2 separate regions of the Mus musculus genome follow, and region 2 is linked to region 1. A link is a contact called in public HiChIP or PLAC-seq data. All regions are on one chromosome and are shown on one strand. The core of a region is the stretch at or near the end of the contact, and the rest is flanking DNA. Distances in the headings are between cores, read along the strand shown.

Region 1 (2,700 bases), core at 69-2,568:
ACTTGTTGGAAAGAAGGGGCTCAACTAGAATGGAAAAAGAATAAGAAAGAATAATTAAAGGGGAATATGTATGAAATAATAAATAGGACAAACATTTTTAAACAAATCAAGTACCAAGAAAAATATTACAAGCATACATGCTTGTATTTATCAAAACTAAATTGAAGAAGAGAGAACGAATGAAAAGCTGACTAATAACAGAGTCTGCTAGAGTTGGAGAGATGGTTAAGCGCATTAGCTAATCTTCCAGAAGAGCCGGGTTCTGTTCCCAGCACCCACATGGCAGCTCACAGCTGTCTGTAGCTCCAGCTCCAGGGGATCTGATGCCCTCACACAGACATACATGCAGGCAAATCAGCAATCTCCATAAAATAAAAACAAAAGCAAGATCTACCTAGAGAAAAGAGAAATGAAGTGGGATGGAAACCGGAATTCAAGTGAAACTTACCTGAACATGACTCGTTTTATTGTTTGACTTTGGAAATAATGTATTTTAAGTTAACATAAATATTATATATAATATAATGTAGCTAATATAACTATTATACATAATATAAGCTTTTGAATGTAAATATTTAAACTAAAAACATTTTTTTTAGAAATGGCAACAAATATAGCAGAAAGACTGGAAGCAAGAGACCAAGGCGGTCTGTTATAAACTAAGGGTCCCAAAGTGGTTTTCTGTGTCTGTTTGCAAGTGCCTGTCTGGCTAAGGACAGTCATGAGTTTGTTCCTGGGGATACTCAAAAGTATCATTGAGGGGCTGGAGAGACCGCTTTATGGTTAAGAGCACTTGTTGCTCCTGCAGAGGAACCAGATTCGATTTTCTGGTACCCATGTGGTGACTCACAACCATCTCATAACTCCAGTTCCGGGGAATGTGATGATTTCTTCAAGCCATCTCTGGTATATACTCATATTCAGGCATAGCATTAATAAATAAATAAATACACATACATGTGTGCTCATATGTACACATACCACATACATGTGTGCGCACATGTGCACACACACACACTATTAGTTGAATCTCAAAGGTGGTGTTACTTGATCTAGGGTGTAAATGTTGCAATTTATTCACTGTTCGTTATTCCTACATTGCTAGCCCTTGCTAGCGCAGAGCACAGACAGTGAAAAGTGTGCCTTAATAGCACTGTGGTAACGCAGGTTCCTTTGATGCTCAATCTCCTAAATCACACAGGATTCCTGAGCCTTCAGGTTCTTCATTCCCTGCAAAATGACTCAACGCTGATCAATTCCAATTAGCTCTTTACTTTCCTACTGCCGCTGCAAGCACTGTTAGGAAAATTCCACGGTCTTTCTTGTGTTGGTGAGCAGAAGTCAGCACGGCTGGGCTGGCAACAAGGTCTGATCCCTCTTTCTCCTTCAGTCACTATCCCTTCTGATGATACTGCTCCGGAAGCTGCTTGGGCCCCTTCCTTAAAGTAACTTGGTTCTTTAGATTTTTTCAATGCTGAAGTGTCCTGAGGCTGGAGAAGGACTCACCCAGAAAACACTGCTCCCTCCCCCCAGACATTCTACTCTCAGCTCACAGCTGATGGAAGCTCTCCAGAGGGCAAGGTTCGCTGCCCTGCGTTTTAGGAGAGACTGCTTTCTTTACATTGGATGGGTAATTGTAAACCTAGGGTGATGCCTATAGGGTCCATTTTGAGGATCTGCCACAGAAAGTGTGTGTGTGTGTGTGTGTGTGTGTGTGTGTGTGTGTGTGTGTGTAGTGTATGCCGAGTATTTTCATTGACTGCATCAAGATTTTTGTATCTTAAGTAAATTACATTTTTTTTTTATATCTAGTCACTAGTTGATAAGTATTCAACCACACTGTAGTGCCATGAGGATGAGCTGAATTCAGGTCCCAAGTCCAGAGTAAGTTATTTAAGCTTTCATTTTCTTAACTTCCTTATTTTTAAAAAAAATATAGTTTTTTTAAATTTATGTACATTGGTGCTTTGCTTACATGTGTTCCCCTGTGAGGGTGTTGGGTCCCTTGGAACTGGAGTTACAGACAGTTGTGAACTGCCATGTGGGTGCTGGGAACTGAACCTGGATCCTCTGGAAAAGCAGCCAGTGTGCTTAACCACTGAACCATCTCTCCAGTCCAAACTTCCTTATTTTTGAGATGGGAACATTGAAATACATTGATGGGTGACTATAAAGATTAAATGAGAAAATGCATACAAAATGCTTAGCGCAGTAGTATTGGGTTTATAGCAAGTGCTTGTTAATGTTCATTCATAACAAAATAAGATGAGGTAAAACAATGGCCTGAGACAACATGCACACTTTGTTAAGCAAATGCAACGTGTTATGTTGTGCTTACTACTTGAAATGAACATGGCTACCAGCATCCGTGTTGTATGTCAGCTCCCTTGTACTCGGCCATGCTATAAACTTCAAAAGCATACCATTTGCCCTACATTTCCCTGTTTTCTCTATCTTTCTGCTGCTAGAATCACTGTTCTGCCATTTATTTCTAAAACTTTGAGAGTGTTTATATTACATGTATAGATAAAATCATGCAATAGTTCTTGTTTAATTCTGGGTTATTCTGCTTAGTATAATGTCTTCTGGTTTATTTCATTTCATCATTACCAGAATTTTTCTCTTTTTTTTAACCATTATATAATATTCAATCACATATATTTTCCCATGTAAAGTATCAGAAGACACTTCAGTTGTTTT
Region 2 (2,700 bases), core at 101-2,600, 33 kb after region 1:
CATGTTTAAAAGAACATGGGACACTGAATCAGAAGGATGAGTAGCTGTCGTTCCAAATCAAGCTGGCTGGCTGGCTGGGACTGTGTCTCCATACATACATACATACATACATACATACATACATACATACATACATAAGAAAGCATTGGAAGCATGGGTTATGATCTAGAACCAGTAAACCAGAGGGAGATGGAGATTTGCCAGTCTGGGTTCTAGAGTTACCAATGACTTTTCTGTCTGTTATCAGCTCTTGTTCCCTTCAAAATTGAAAAGAGACATGATTTTCGGTAGACAGTACCAGTCCTTCAAGAAAAAACAAACAAACAAACAAACCCACATGCATAAGTGTCTCTCCTTGTTTGGGGCGCTTTTTTGTCTTGCAGGGGAATGCCATACTAAAACTTCCCCCCGAAGACTTTAGTGGGAAGAAATTTAAAATTAGAAGCCTGAGTCATCTTATCTGGAGGAATGGAAGAGCTGACTGGAGGTTGAGGGATGTGGCAAAGGAAATGAGATGGGAAATGAGTATGGGCTCAGGGCTGGGAACCTGAAAGAGGAGTTTCAAGTGTAAAACTTGAAAGGTAGATCCAGGGCTATGGTACACAGCTTAGGCTTATTAAGTAACCCTTGCTTAAGAACTATCTTTTGAAAGGAGCACTTGACACACACTCCAGAAAGTTATTGGGTATACTCCCATTTTTTTTCTTTAAATGATAAGATATACCCAACACCAGTCCTAACTTCTGCCACCTTCTCCTAGTCTTTTTGATAGCCAAAAGGGCCACAAGGCCCAAGTTCACACTCCATTGCCATGCTCTTATCTCTTGGTGGGGGACACAAAACTATAGATCAGATGACCAGGGTGCTCTTCATACCTGGCAGCAGTAGTAGGAAAGACCCCGCCAGGAGGGAAGCAAATGCCTCAGTGTTCCCATCCCCCTGCAGCTGACCACGACCTGGGCCGTGGAGGGAGCACCCCATGTCCACGTGCATCCGGCATGTCCTGCTAACTCTTCTTACATAAGATTCCCAAGTATGGAGTCAGGGCAGCTGTGAATCCCTCTTACCCGACGTCTAATAATAAATCGAGGCTAAATTTCCGGACTGCAGTCACTCTAGGTTCAGGATTGAGGGGCTCTTTTGCAACCCGGACACACAAGCATTCCGGTCATCCCACCCGGAGAGTGCGCGCCAAGCCCGCCCAGCCCGCGCGCGCCAGTCCGCCCTCTGGTTTGGACGGCGGCTCCTTGGGCTCAGTGCCTCGCCCTCCCTCCCCCAAACAGCTTGTTCTGGGTTTGGTGCTGGGGTGCGGCCGCTCCATCCTCCCAGCCCTACCCTGCCTTGCCCTGCTGGGCCGCCCTGCCTTAGCCCGGGTATCAGGCGAGAGGCGGAGCCACCCGGCGTGCCCCGCCCCCGCGGTAGAAAGGGTTGGGCGAGTGTTACTCGCGGTCAGGGCTGGGACCTTTTATCTGTGCTGCTGGAGGAGGTAGGAGGAGGAGACATCAGGGGTGGTCCTGGGCGCCTGGGACACCTTTCCCGGACTATAAATTGAGCACCTGGAATGGGCAGGGGGCCGGAGCAACCACAGTCGCCCTTACTCACAGTCCGATCAGTGACCGCAGCAGCGCCCTTGGGCAGCCACCGTCCGCAACGCAAGCACTGAGAACCAGGGGATTTCGCAGTGCAAGAGGTGGGTGTCCCCGCCCTTTGGCAGCCCGGGCTAATATGGTTGCTTTCGCTTAGGTTTTAGAAGGGAGAAACCAGAGAGTCCGGGATGGGGGAGATTTTTTTCTCCTTTTTTTTCAAAGGTCTTCTGCTAGTATTGGAGGAGGTGATACCGGCTGGTCCCAAGGAACCACCCTTGTGCCTTCTCTGGCCAGCCTTGGTCAGGGTGGGAGCATCGCGCGGACCGGATGCCGGGCATCCTAACCGGGTGGGTAATTTGTTCTTTTCGTCTCTGTCTCCCAAGCAGAAAAAGGCTAGACCCAGCCACCCACCGTCAATCCTGAGCCAAAGATAAGAGCAGCCGGGCCTCACGAAGGGCTGAGCTGAGAAAGAAGCAAGTTAGAGAGGGCGGAGAAGGATCTGGGAATCCCGTCACACCGGCTTCAAGCAGGCTCCCGGCATCAGCCTCTGAGAGCGCTTGAAGGCGGCATCGCCAGCGGTCTATCTCCGTGTACCAGCGTCCCTGTGTTTCCGCGCCCGCTCGGCCACCATGATGCAAATCTGCGACACATATAACCAGAAGCACTCGCTCTTTAACGCCATGAATCGCTTCATTGGCGCGGTGAACAACATGGACCAGACGGTGATGGTGCCCAGTCTGCTGCGCGACGTACCCCTGTCCGAGCCGGAGATAGACGAGGTCAGCGTGGAGGTAGGCGGCAGTGGCGGCTGCCTGGAGGAGCGCACGACCCCGGCCCCAAGCCCGGGCAGCGCCAATGAAAGCTTTTTCGCGCCCTCCCGGGACATGTACAGCCACTACGTGCTGCTCAAGTCCATCCGCAATGATATCGAGTGGGGAGTCCTGCACCAGCCTTCGTCTCCGCCGGCCGGGAGCGAGGAGAGCACCTGGAAGCCCAAGGACATCCTGGTGGGCCTGAGTCACTTGGAGAGCGCGGATGCGGGCGAGGAAGATCTGGAGCAGCAGTTCCACTACCACCTGCGCGGGCTGCACACCGTGCTCTCCAAACTCACCCG

The links. HiChIP or PLAC-seq counts read pairs in DNA pulled down with a chosen protein or histone mark.
Region 2: an HNF4G HiChIP or PLAC-seq map of pancreatic cancer cells shows a contact between it and region 1. The contact joins the promoter of Mid1ip1 here to the enhancer-like site in region 1. A contact is called at or near these places in 1 of 484 Hi-C or Micro-C datasets (the AML12 cell line), 4 of 115 datasets of contacts at active chromatin or transcription factors (the SCID.adh cell line, embryonic fibroblasts, embryonic stem cells and 1 more) and 2 of 9 other capture datasets (liver and pancreatic islet).

What each region holds. Positions count from the first base shown.
Region 1 is chrX:10,683,278-10,685,977 of GRCm38.p6, forward strand. No RefSeq gene overlaps it. Among named protein-coding and RNA genes, the nearest start is that of Mid1ip1, 33 kb to the right of the region's middle. Within about 2 kb of position 1,319, at least 3 of the 459 cell types and tissues checked have an H3K27ac peak or open chromatin away from gene starts, as enhancers often do. A contact at or near this core is called in the AML12 cell line and pancreatic cancer cells, where this site is marked.
Region 2 is chrX:10,716,015-10,718,714 of GRCm38.p6, forward strand. Mid1ip1 (Mid1 interacting protein 1 (gastrulation specific G12-like (zebrafish))) reads left to right here and starts at 1,351. Exons shown (of 2, transcript NM_026524.4): 1 at 1,351-1,690; 2 at 1,973-2,700. The coding sequence starts at 2,216.